Linked DNA regions of Mus musculus: region 2 is linked to region 1. Evidence: chromatin contacts called from public Hi-C data. All regions are on one chromosome and are shown on one strand. Each heading gives the region's core, a stretch centred on a gene start, on an enhancer-like site or on the middle of the called end of the contact. The rest is flanking DNA. Distances are from core to core; before and after follow the strand shown.

Evidence for each region. Hi-C and Micro-C count contacts between places; a contact is called where the count stands out from the background.
Region 2: a Hi-C map of cerebellum shows a contact between it and region 1, with 2.3 times the contacts expected there. The contact joins the promoter of Elapor2 here to the promoter of Sri in region 1. A contact is called at or near these places in 7 of 39 promoter capture datasets (the 3T3-L1 cell line, embryonic stem cells, hematopoietic stem and progenitor cells and 3 more) and 1 of 484 Hi-C or Micro-C datasets (cerebellum).

What each region holds. Positions count from the first base shown.
Region 1 is chr5:8,054,515-8,061,502 of GRCm38.p6, reverse strand. Sri (sorcin) reads right to left here and starts at 4,961. Exons shown (of 8, transcript NM_001080974.2): 1 at 4,864-4,961; 2 at 3,882-3,965; 3 at 2,081-2,150. The coding sequence starts at 4,914. It also overlaps the pseudogene Gm15730.
Region 2 is chr5:9,262,682-9,269,529 of GRCm38.p6, reverse strand. Elapor2 (endosome-lysosome associated apoptosis and autophagy regulator family member 2) reads right to left here and starts at 3,412. Exons shown (of 22, transcript NM_172706.4): 1 at 3,074-3,412. The coding sequence starts at 3,259.

The DNA.
Region 1 (6,988 bases), core at 3,712-6,211:
CTGCTGGCTGGGGTGGCAATCCCATACAATCCAATACAGAATGCTGTAGGGTGTTCTGCTTTCGGGGTAAAGGCCAGAACCCCTACATGAACTCTCCCATTTCACCAACAACCAGGCAGGATCTCCACAGGGAATTTGTCACTTCCATAACTAAACCACATTCCATCTGGGTCTTTCATATATACCATTCTATATGCCTGAATTCTGTACCTACACTCTCCCCACTGGCATCATTGTGGCTGGGCTTTGTTTCTTCTTCAGCCTCGGTACCAACTCTGCAAGCTCACTCCTATCTAGCGTGACCATGCTGGTTACCATCCCAGCCTCAGTACTTAACCCGGGGACCTTCAGCAGGTGGAACTCTTTCTGCACACCCAGTGTGACTGGCCATCAAAATATGGACTGGTTGGTTGAAGGGATGAATTCTCATCCCTGGATAAGAGCTGTAGTTTAGTGTAGAAGTAACCCTCATTTGTAAAGGCTAAGGGGAAATGTAGATTATTACTTTTAATAAGACTATTTTGGGGGGCTGGTGAGATGGCTCAGTGGGTAAGAGCACCCGACTGCTCTTCCGAAGGTCTGGAGTTCAAATCCCAGCAACCACATGGTGGCTCACAACCATCCGTAACGAGATCTGACTCCCTCTTCTGGAGTGTCTGAAGACAGCTACAGTGTACTTACATATAATAAATAAATAAATAAATTTTTAAAAAAGACTATTTTGGGGTTTTATTGATATTTAAAAGTTGTATATAGTTTCAAAATTATCCATGTGGTGTTTTCCCAGTACGCTGGTTCTCTACACTCTACCACAATATCTCAGCCATCTTTTCTTCCAGAGAAACAATGATTCAGGCCTAGCAAGGAAGGATGCCCCTCCCTGGTTCCGTCAAGCTTCTTGTCGAGGAACCACCAAAATCAAGGAAAGGAAAATATGAATTTCCATTTTGGAGACTGGAACTCCTCCCATTGAGTCCCCCTCTAGTGATGACTGGTTCTGATCTGTAGTATCCCACTTGCACCCTTCCACTTTCAAGTCTGTGGCCGATGATTTGGAATCTCTGTTTAAAAGATTGGCGGCTGTACAGCTTCTGTACATGGGAACAAGAGAAAGCCAGTGTTTTAAAGGTGGCCATCTAGAGAACACAGCACCTCCAACAGCTGAAAGTGCCACTGAAAATCCTAAGGTCTGAGTTCTAAGCATTTTAACTTATAGCTTACTATGACGTTGAGGTGTCCATTTGATGTTCTGCTTTTACTAACAAATGCGAAGAAGTTAGAAGGGGGCACAATTGAGCTAAGACACTATTATTTGTCCCAGACACTTCTCTTGGTCAAGATTAGATTTGAACAAAACAAAACAAAACAACTAACCAAACAAAACCAGAGTACGTGGGATAATGAGCCCCAGCCAGAATTCAGCATCTTTGCAACGTTTATTTCCCTACTTGCTTCCTGGAGCACAGTTTGGAGAAGTCAGGACGGTAGGCTATGTGACAAACAGTGGGGCTGCACATACAGCCTGCAATGAATGGAGGACGGAGCAGAAGGCTGGCATGGAGTGAAAGCAGGAAGCTTTCCTCAGCATGAACACATCTTCTCAGGTGACAGAAAGAATGACCTTGGCAGTGTCATGGCCTGCAAGTGTTTGTATTACCAGGGAGTAAGCCCAGAGCCCAGAGATCAGACAGCAAGACTGGCCACTCTCTCAGTGCCACCAGAGTTAGGATAGAACAAGCACTTGGTAGAATCAGTGGTACCTGTTAGCACTTAGCATTAACGATACCTGACCCAGTGGATTCCATTTCAGCACCCTAACTTGTCCTCTGAGTGGGAGGCCACCCAAATGGTCTCACTGGTTCCAATGGTCCTGGAATACAAGGAACCCAAATCCAAGAAGTCCACTAACCTCTCTGGTAAACTGAAATGGCTTGTTAGGAACTCTGCTCAATTAACTTTTTAAAAATAATAGCTTGGTGGATGAGAAGAGTTTGATTTCTTTAAAGGAACAATCGCAGTTCACAGCTGAAGTACAGAGAACAAGAGTATTGTTAGACAGATCCTAAGACCACGAACTTACGCTTGTATCCTCCCGCAATGCCAGACTGTGTTAGGCATCTCTGCAATTCGTCAGCATCAATTTGTCCGTCCTTTAAAAAAATACAAACAAAAACCAGGAAAGGAAATCAGGGTGGTGACTTGCACTTTCAAGCCATTAAGCAGCATTTAACAAGAGAAAATAATTATATGTAGCATTTCTTTAAAGGAATGCCTTTCAAAATTCTTCTTATTCTAATTCCAAAAATAATTCAATGGTGAGAGAATAACTGTCATGACAACAGTCTGCATTCAGTTTGAGCCAAGGAACTATCAAAATCAATCATTTTAAAATTAGTTAACAGAATTGTTTAAAAACATATCCCTCCAACCCTTTTTTTTGAAAGAGGGGGGAAGTAGGGTATATCACAGAGTTGTAGGCATCAGTAAATACAAGGCCTGGTCCAAGGAGAAAGAGGCTCTTGGACCAGTTTGACTCAGCAAACAGGGTCTTCCAAGCACAATTATATAGAAAAGATACAGGGTACCAATACCTACTTACTGGTTGACTGAGGTCAGAATAAGACACATGACATTTTTATGGATTTTAAATAAAATATATAAATCCAAGTTGGTGAGACTCATTAAGTTATAATTAGGAACAAGATCAATAATTTGCAAGAAGATGAATGTGTGGACTAGAGGCCAGCACTGCTGAAAGTCAAGCAGGTGGAGTCACTTACATGCTGAAGACACTGGCAATCTAAGAATGCTTGTCTTGAGGTGTGCTATGTCTTGTGGTTTCAAAAACACGGATCGATAACATATTAAGTAGACACTCGAGAGGAAAGTCTCCCAGTCTTCGACTCAATTTTCCATTCAAATTCTCCGAGCTCTGTTTCTTAGAGTACCACTTCTTCCAAGGTGGCCGTAGAAGTTTGCTTAGCATATTCTAGAGCATATCTGTTTGTTTGTTTGTTTGTTTGTTTGCTTGTTTTTTCAAATCATCATTTCCTTCTTTTGGGCTCTTGTTTAAAACAAGTCTAAGGTGACTAAGAAGGGAGGTCCCCTCTGGACACATCTGGATTATGTCCACAGAACACTTACAAACACACAGTGACCTTGCAACCTAGGAACATGTCCTTCCCCACAATAGCCATAGGCATCGGTCATAACTCTCGGAGGGAGGAAGTAGGTCTTAGGACTTGGGACTAGCTGACCTGCATTCCCTCCGTGGGTCATCTGGCCACATCACCTAATAAGGACATGGAGCGCTAGCTCCAGAGAGCACCTGCCCCTGGGTGGAGGCTACCTTCCGAATACTGATAGCAACTCTTGTGCTTGGAAGCCGATGCTTCTTTACAGCTCTTCTCTACTTCCTTTGTGGGTAAATGATTAATTATCGAATTCAACTGAAAGTAGCTAACTATCATAATTGGGCCATAAAATAATTAATTACTAATATTTGTCTTTAGGTTAGGCAAGCAGAGGTTTTATGTTCAGATCTTGAATTTCTTCTCTGTAAGCAGCCCTTGTTCTATCCTGACAATACAAGTGAGGAGGTATACACTTTGTAGATCTTCAAAGTATATTTATATTCCCCCTTTGGGTCAGTCTAATCCCAGTCCAATCACAAGCTTTGAACTGATCTATTATTGATACAGGCAATACTCTGTCCAAATTTGTCCAGATCTAAAATAAAGACTGTTTTAGTCTTCCTTTCCTTTTACCTTCTTTCAGGCAAAGGGACTCATTTCCAGAGCAAAGACTGTTTTTGTGCCACTGCACTAAATGCTAACACAAACAGAACATAACAATTCTTCAGTATTGAAGGAAAGGCTAACCTGTCCAGCCACAGCAGCAAAGTAACCATATAGCGGATCCTGAGTTTGTCCAGGGAACGCAGGCCCTCCGGGAGCCCCACCATACTGTGAAAAAGAAAAGAAAAAAAAAAAAGGTAAAGGCATCAGAGAGAATTGAATTTATCTTAACCATCCAAGGCTTTTGTACAATTGACGCCTGTGCGACCTTCACAGTCTCTATCTTCCCCACCACCTTGACTCAGCTCAGTGACCCACCAGGCTTGTCCACTCCTGCTCCTGACATCTAAAAGCTGGAGACTTGGTCCAAAACAAGTTTCATGAGAGTGATGGCCACTAAACGCAGACCCACTTTAAAAATCCCTATTAACCAGCTTACAGAGGTCAGTGCACCGGAAGCAACCTGGTGGCTAGGCTTAGGACTGTTTTCCTGTTGGTTTTTACAGCCTTTGCGGTGTTTTTGAAGTACTTGAAGTACTAAGTAAGGCTGGAGTTAGTACAGGGCTGACAGGTGTGGCTTGGGAAGAACAGGGATGGCCGGCCCGGTTATATCTAAAATGAGGGTCCCTCTGTCTCTGACAGTACACCTCCCACATCTGCCTAAGTGGTCTTCCTCTAGGACTTCAGCTCATTTCTCCAGACTTTCTGGTCTCCCTGTCACTTTCTTTTCAAGGGAGTGACCACAGAACCATTCTAGATCAAGATGGCTGTTGTTGCTTTGGGGACATTCCGAGAGAGCAGGAAGTCAACACCAACTTGCACTATCTCACGCCACATATCCGAGTTACAGAATGGGCTTCCTGGGTCGCAGCCCACCCACCGGTGGGCCCTGGAAAGGCCCTTGGAAGAGATGGGGAAGAAAAATGGAGCCAAGGCTGGACATCAGGGTCCAGGCGAGCTCGCAGGGAGCATCTGGGACCGCCCGCGACGCCTCCTCCCGCTCGTCCGTGGCGCCTTCCAGTCTCGGGAGACCAGAGGCTGCTGTGCCCTCGTCCGCTGCACTTACCCCGCCTGGGTAGTACCCTCCGCCCGCGCCAGGGTGCCCGGGATACGCCATGGTGCAGACTGCGCCTCCGCCCTGCCTGTCTGCTGCTCCGCCCGTCCGGCCCAGAGCCGCCCCGGAGCGCACCACGCCGCCCCGCGGGGGCCGCCGCTCGCCGCCACCCACCCCGATCGCCCCGCGGCATCCCGAGTGCCGCCCGTTCCCTGCTGCCTCTGTGCTGTGTCAGCGCCGTCTGCGACCCACACTCGGGCGATGACCCAGGACCCCAGACGAGTTTATATCAGGACCCATTCTCCCTCTCGACCTAGTGGCACATTCCGACATCCACGCACAGCTAGGGGAGGGTTTTTTCCCCCCTTCTTCCTACTGTGCTATTTTGTAGAACATTTACTATTTACACCGGGTTGTTGGGTAGAGAGGACGGGATAAGAACGCTATGCACAACTGTAGGGAAGGGGAGAACAATTCCAGTGGGCGAAGGAGACACTTTACAAAATAGGAAAAAAAAAACTTTGAAAACCTGATGAAAACTTCTGAACCATGCAAGTGGGCTTTTAGCTTTGACTGAGGGTGGCCTGTTTCTTTGCCAACCGTTTAAGCTGAGTGTAGCTCAGGTGCGATTGCTAGGCGTGGGTGTGTGGGGTGGGGTAGAAGAGGGCAGTTTCTAGGCAGGACAGCCTCACCCAGGTCATTCATAGGAAAGTGAATTGTTTAATTTTCTGGATGATTCGAATAGAAACAACCCCAGTGGTGAAGCTTCCTGGAAAGGATGTGAAACTCACGTGGGTTGTTCAGATGTTTCACGGCTTCTTTTTTGTTTTTTGGTGCAATTGCAACAAGAGGTAATTGTTTGCTGGCTCCGGACTGTTAAGGACTGAACAGTGTTGGTTGGTCGATGTTTTGTTTGTTTGCTTTTGACTGTTTGCTCTTACTCTTTCCTTTTGAGATCCAGGTTCTCAGGGTAGCCTCTCATGGCCTCAGCCCCAGATGAGAGTCACCAACGGTTGCCTGCTTTATTGTTATTATTATTATTGTTGTTGTTGTTATTATTAATTTATTTTTATTTTTAATGACGAAACAAAAATATACCTAAAAGCGAAGCTTCTGGAAAAACCATTTGTTCATCCCTGTCTTGTATCGCTCCTCAAACTTGACCTTGGCCTCCCGCCTGACCTTGCGTTTGTTTCAAAGCTGGGTCCCTGAACACATCCTTGTTGACAACAGTCTTGTTCAAGGGGATATCCACAGAGTACCTTGTGGGCATGAGGTGGTTGTAGTTATAAACTTTCACAAAGGACTTGATCTTGGATCGCTTGGCGATTTTCTTCTTGCCCATGGCAGCTGTCACTTTTTGGGGATAGCGGTCAATTCCAGCCACCAGGGCATGGCTGTAAGGGCGGTCCAAGAAGCCATGGTCAATGTTCTTCACGATGACGGCTTTGCGACCGGAGTAGCATCCGGCCAGGACCAGCAACACTTTCCCGGGTTTCATGAACTTGCCCATCTTGACAGCAGGCAGCGGTACCCAGCAGAAAGGAAAGGAGGGCACTTCCGCTCTTGGTTTTGTTTTTAACATTTTGAGAAACACTTTAATGAACAAGACTGACCATAGTGTGTGACCAAGTTCTCTTTGGATACATAAGCTCCAAAACAGAAAGTTCTAAATAGCGAGAAACAATTCCAATAGTCCTTGTGATCACGTAGCAAAGGTGTAGCCTGTTTTACGTCTGCTTCTGGAGATAAAATTACTGTTCTCAAATACCATGGTCTTTGATTAGGCATTCTGAGGTTTTGTCCTGTAGTTTGGAACTTTAATCGGCTAGGTGAACAGGGCTCAACTCACACTTGAATTTAAGCTCTTTCAGGACTCGAGTTTGAAAATATCACAAAAAATATGTGTCACCAATAAAGCATTTGTGACTAATGCAGGCTTCATTTTATGGATAAGCGACTACATTAATTGTCACATTAGGAGACATTAGACTCTGGTTACTCCTCCCTTAAGAAGTGAATTTTAATGGAGGGCTGTAAATGAAATCCTTACAGCGATTGCCAACAAATTAATGATGAAAACAAAGATAAATTACACACACACACACAGTAATTAATGAGTGTCAGACCTTCATAA
Region 2 (6,848 bases), core at 2,163-4,662, 1.2 Mb before region 1:
AGTGTCCAGATTCCACTTAGGAACATCCATCGCATCCTATCCTCGCCCTGTATCTATGGCTCATGGACTTGATTTTTATTTCCCTCTCCCAGACTGCCCCTTCCTGTTTGTGCTTGCACTTCCACCCGCTGATTTGGTCCCCAGCTGAACTTCCAAAAGCAATCATTTCACCTCCCCTCCATCATCCAAAAACTCTAATAGCCCTGTTCTTAGAGCCTCACTCCAGAGTCCAATTTGCCACAAATCTAAGGTGAAACTTCTACCCACAGCCCAATTATATTTTTGGAGGGCCCTCTGTCTCATCTCAGGCAATCATTATAAGGTGCCTCCCAGGCCAATTTTCTACATGGTCTTTTCTTTCCTTTTTCAAGTAAGCAAGGAAAGAAATCAGTCTTTGTAACAACATGGCTTATTTTATAAAAATGTTGATAGAAGGTTGAGATTTAGAGTACCCTGCAAATTTTTCCATACCCTCTTAATAACATTCATGTTATTAAGACCTGGCTTTAGTTTTCAGCCTTAAAGGCCCGGATCTTAGCTGTTCTTGATCTCTCTGAACCTCACAGGGCTGCTGTCCTTGTGTTCAGCAATGACTCCCTTTAATGTTAAGAAAACCCAGGACTGAGTAGACCATCGTGACTCCAAGCACTAAGGAGGCAAGTACCAGTCCCTCTGTAATATGGACATGAAAACAAGTGGTTAAACCATCATAATAGACAAGAAATGGCTGCTTTATTCTCCTTATTATCATAGTCCAATAGCTATCTCTCAGAGGAACTTGCTAAGCTCAAGATGGATCCCCTATATCCTCACATGCCCAGAACAGGAAGTCCTTACCCGCAAAGCCTGAGAATCATTTACCCCCTCATTTTCCTCTTCAAAATAATGGTAGATTGAAACAATGATCAAGAATACAAATTAGCTCAGCTGACTAGCCTGGGTATGGACAATCAGCTTATGCTTATGCCCGTGGGAGGCCTCTTCTCTTTCCAGTGGAGTCTCTAACCCACAGTGCCTACAGTCTGCAGGGAGAACATACGTAGATCTGTGTATTACTGGTTCTAGAAACAAACTAGCCAGAGGCTGACTCAGGAGCATCCTCCTATAGATTTTATCTTCTTTCATTTTTAAAGGGAAAAAAATCAAAATTAAGATCTAAAAGCGTGGATCACATACAATTTCTAAAACCAAGTCGATGAAAGGCTGGAATTGGGATGAGCATCGCCTTCTTGTACATTCTGTCACCCCCATGCCTCAGTTCTGTATGATTATAGTCTAGAAATAGGGATGTAGCTCAGTTGGTAGAGTGCTTGCTTAGAATAAAAGGGGCCCTAGGTTTCATCCACACCACTATATAAACTGGATGTGGTGACCTCTATCTGTAATCCTAGCAACTGGGGTATGGAGGCAGGAGGATAAGAAACTCATTACCCATCACCAGCTACATAAGGAGTTTGAACCCAGCTTGGGTTAAGAGAATGAATATATATATATATATATATATATATATATATGTATATATGTATATATATATGTATGTATAAATATATATACATATATATACGTATATGTATATATATATATATATATGCATCTCTTCTAGTGGCCTTGACCTTTCTACTTCAAAAATAGTCTTCAATTCTTCACTACTAAGAATTAGTGTTGCAAGGAACTTGGAACTTCACTTCGTTAAAGAAACGTGTGCTATAAACTGTGTCTGGGCAACTGGACAATAAAGCTTATCTTGCCACAACAGTTGTGGATGTCCAAAAAGTTGAATTCTATAGAACCCCATACACTGGTTTATTCCCAGGTGACAAGTGGCAGGATACATATCGAACCAATACTAGCACAAGCTGAAATTATGCACAGCTGTTTGTTTGCCAAGACTTTGCCCCGATTCACTAGCTACAGTACAGCTGCATATTCACACCCAAGCTTGCCATCTGACTTTCCATCATTGTGGGCTGCCCTGGGGCATGTATTGTAAGAGAAGAAGATGAAAACCCAGGGATGATGGATGGTGTCTAAAAGGAGGATACTCTCATTCCGAAGTGGTTCCAGCAAGCACAGAAACAGAATCTTGCCGTTCTTCTCAAAAGAAGCTAATGGCTAACCTATTTTTGCTGGATACCTATAAAGAACCTGTCACCCTGATTCCTAGCAATCTTCCTTAAAACAGCGTGTGTGCCTCACCTCTTCTCCAACAGAATCACTCAAAGTAGGTCAGAAATGTTACTTCCTTCCCCTCATTGATTTTCATTAAAAGAAGGCACTTTCTGGAGCATGAAAGGCAAAGGTAAACACACAAAGCAACTTCCAGTGACACCCTCTAGAAATTGTTGGCACAGTAAGTCTCGTTTTTCCCAAAAGCAGGAGAAAGATCTAATCACCCAGAATGTACCCTTCTTGGCTATAAAGCAGCAGTGATCTTAAACTGTAAAGTACTCAGCTACAGGACTTCAACCAGGTGAAGAACCTCCCCAAAGGAACATATTTGCTTTGCCCATTCTAATTTTCTACATCACCAACCCGCCTCTTTCCTAAGTACTTTCTTCTCTGCCTTCTTCACATCCATGTCTTGCCAGAATGTCAAGAGACCACACTGTTCTGTATTTGAAAGCTGAGAGCTTGAGAATTGGATGAAAGCATTTGTGGAGACTGGGGAGCAGAGAAATCAGGAGAGGGAGGGTGAGTATCTAGGTCTCTCAAAAGCTATAAAGCCTTAGTTTTCTAAATCCTATGGGGCAGGGCTTCCCCAGTCTCCTCCCCTTCCTGAAATTTCTTTCTCAAACCCAGGTCCTGAGACCTGGCTCTCCAAAGGGGGCGCAGCAAAGTCCTTCAGAAACCCCCAAACACCAGCACGGAGAGAAATACACCACCAGAAAGACAGAAAGCCTCTACACCCGCTCCTAGCCAGCTAGCAGGGGCGAGCAACTTCATCCCTGGGCAAAACGAACGCCCCTGTCCTCCAAACCCGAAAAAGGTGATGGTCACTCTGAGCCCAGGTCCCCGAGATCGCCCCACCCCACACCCCGCCTCAAACTCCAAGTGGGGACCCGGTGCTGCTCACCTCTTGGCACGCAGGAAGCGGGCGGCCAGAGGAGGACGAGTCTCCAGCCCAAACTGCCTGGCAGCCTGCGAGCGCCCAGCAGCAAATCCAGGCGGGGCTCCAGGGCAGCGAGAGCGCGCGGCGGGGACCCCCGGCCGGTCGCCCCCGATCCCTGCCTTTCGCCCGCCGCAGGGTGAGCAGCAGCATCCCGGCACTGAATGGACTCCGGCGAGGAGTCTGGGAAGCGAGGACCGTGCTCTTGCCTCCTCTGGGCTCAGCTCAACTGGGCTGATCTGCACGCTTACAGCTCGGCCGCTCGCAGCGCGGGCAGCCGGCGCCCGAGCTCCCGTCACGCCAGAGGGAGGGACCGTGGGACGCGGGCGCGGCGCGGGGGCGGGACGTGGGGCGGGGACGCGGGAGCCGGGAGCAGGTGGCGCGGGCTGCGGCTGAGGCCCAGCCCAGCACGCGTGGAGCGGTGGCGCTGCCAACCGCGCAGGAGCCTTGTGACAAGATTGAGGGATTCAGAGAGACCAGAGACTCCGGAGTGTCGCTCCTCTCTAGACCCCTGTCGACACCCTAGGGATATCTCTTATAAGGATCCACGCCTCAGAATGAATTTCTACAAGATTAGGGTTTGCTGAAATGGCAGAGAGGAAAGAGGCCTGAGGTTTGTAGTATTGAGCTCGGTTATCTCATCTATTTAATGAAAATGATAACAGTAGCCACCACGTGAGGTCGCCATGCGGGTTAATTAAGTTGATGTGCACAAAGCTCTTGGAAGGGTGCCTGCCTCACAGTAGATGGGAAAAAAGTGGTGGTACCAAACCTACTTCCTGCTGATTTAGGTATTATTTCATACAGATGTGTAGCTTTTGGCGAACAAACCTTTTTGCTTCTGGGAAAGCATTTATCCTGTACAAAAGCTGCAGTGGTGGTCTATTTTATGTGACCCACACGCACACACTAGGCAGTGAAGGGTGATATGTCAATGGGAGGAGCTCAAGGATCCTCTGACCCAACTGACACACTAAATATAAATGGACCTGAATATGTCTGCAGCAGCTACGTTCACTCAAATATATATACATTTCCTTTCGGTTTTCTTCCACTTACAGTTTAGGAGTAGCCAAACAGGTAGGTGGCTCTGTTATCGCTTCGGTTTTTATTTCCTTTGTTTGTTTTTTTATTCTTTAATCCACCAAGAATTTATGTGAGCCAAATTTATATTATCTTTGTCAACAATTAACCATATGTCTATGAATTAAAAACACTTTCTTTATTAAAACAAAGCCCATTTTATTCAACATAAGTAGATTAAAGTACAGATTTGCCTAAATAGCATTCTTTGTAACTCTCAATTAATAATTTCCTCTTAAAGGATTAAACAGCTTAGAGTTACTAAGTATACATTGCTTTTCTTTTGTGCAGGGTACATCAGAGGTGAACTTCAGTAACACACAACAGTCACAGAACTACATCAACAGCACCACAGCTACAGGCATACGTTCTACATAGATTTTTCTTCTTGCAAGTAAACCAGATTGCAATATTAAATGACCAAAAAATTTAAATCCTCTAAGCACAAAAATGTTAGTAAGTATGAATTCAAGTAGCGAATGTTTGAAACATAAATTTTATGTAAGCGGAATGAAATATTATAAAAGTGTTTCTATATGAACCTCGGAATGAGAACAATTCTAGAAAATGTGCGTGTGGATTATGCACTCCGGAACACGGATATTCTTGAAAACAATTTGACAGCATACTAAAATATTTTTACTCAGTCAGGGAACATGATGGAAGAGGAGACCAAACAAATATAAGAGCCAGAAGGAAGATAAAGAGGAGGGCTGCCTCAGGCTATCTCTAAGTACCACATAGCCTTCACAGTCCTGAATTCACATCAGCCACGCCCAGTGCACTGGGCTGTTAACAGGAAATCATGGGTCCCAGGGGACTGTAGCTCTCCTTCATGAACTATTGACTACTGATGAATTCTGGAGGAGGGACAGTTATTGCGTTCACTTGTGTCCCCAGAAGTGAGCCCACCAGGTGAATGTGTGAGCTACCAACCCACATTCACACAGATGTCCCTGGTTATGCTCAGGTGGTGACAAGACAGAACAAAAAAGCAAGCATTGAGTGTAGAAAGGGACCTGTCCGGGAAAACAGGAATGGGAGGAAGATAAGGGAGGGAAAAGTGGGAGGCACCACAGCACATTATAAACATATTTGAAATTGCCAAAGAATAAACTTAATTAGAGTTATCAAAGTATGAGTACGCCTTTAGCTTTTTAAATTTTTATTTAATTTTTTCATACACTATATATTGATATTTTTCCCTTCCCTAACTCCTTCCAGATCCTCCCCACCTCACTACCCACCCAACTTCATGTTCTTTCTGTCTTTCTGGTCATTTTTAATTCTAGCCATCTAAGAACTAGTGATTAAGGAGAGCAAGATTTTACATTCACTGTTGTTTAATTAAAAATTAAATAGCCTAAGTGCCCCCAAAAGGGGGATAGTTAAGTAAGTTATGCTCCTTCCTGTGGTAAAACTATACTGATATTAAAGTTGTATTTTCAGAGAATACTAAGAGACTTAAGGAAGTGCAATGATACTTTATCAATGTTTAAAACCTGGAGACTCACCTTAAGTAGCTGGTCTCCAGGTGTGGCAGGAGAGAGTAGGGTGTGCAGTTGGGGTGGGTTTATTGAAGAAGCCTGGTTAAAACAAAACCAAAGCTGTTGGCAGAGGTTTTCTAATAAACTAATAGCAAGACAGCTGTTTGCTTTCCTTTCTTCTTCTTTTTTTTTTACAGTATTTGTTTTCACATTCTCCATAATTATTGTAGTCTTATTATAGCCATTATGTATCATTTGCATTCTCTGTGTTCTTTTTTTGTCAAACAATTCAGCCATGGGAGAGGGATCAAATGCGCACATAAAAATGTCAAGACCAACACTTCATCAATGTTATTTGTAAAACAAAAAAAAAAAAGGTAAATGAAACTTAAATATCTAAAACTAAGGGAAAATGAAACAAATAATGTTATATGTAAAAGAAACTCTTTATACAAATTAAGTTTAGTGGAATTTGAGGGATGTAAATATTCATGAACCAAATAGCACCATAAACCAGAGAGCTCCACCTCACAGCATCAGAGAGACTTCATTTGGAGACTATGACATAGAGGAATAACCTAATTGCAAACACTGTATCCTCAGCCCTTTTACAGGGATAACTTATCAAAAACACATAAGCTATGAATTCATTGGTATAAATATCATGTCAAAATGACCCATTTTCCATAATATGCCAATATTCTGATTGGTTTCTGTTGCATATAGTTGTACTAATGCTGTGTAGCTGTAAAACTCAAAGAGAGAGAGAGAGAGAGAGAGAGAGAGAGAGAGAGAGAGAGAGAGAGAGGAGAGAGAGAGAAGAGAGAAGAGAGAGGAGAGAGAGGAGAGAGAGAGAGGAGAGAGAGAAAGAGGAGAGAGAGAGAGAGAAAGCGAGTGTAGAGAGAGAGGAGAGAGAGGAGAGAGAGGAGAGAGAGGAGAGAGGGGAGAGAGAGAGAGGAGAGAGAGAGAGAGAGAGAGAGAGAGAGAGAGAGAGAGAGAGAGAGAGAGAAAGCGAGTGTAATTGGTCACAGCATTTGCCAAATTTAGCTTACAACCTGTGATTGGCTGGAAAGGCAGCCAATCTCAGATAGCTGTTAAAAGAATATGCTCTTCAGTTAGATCACAGTTCCCTGTTACACTAACTTGGGTTGAAGTCAGCTGCAGGTGGAGGC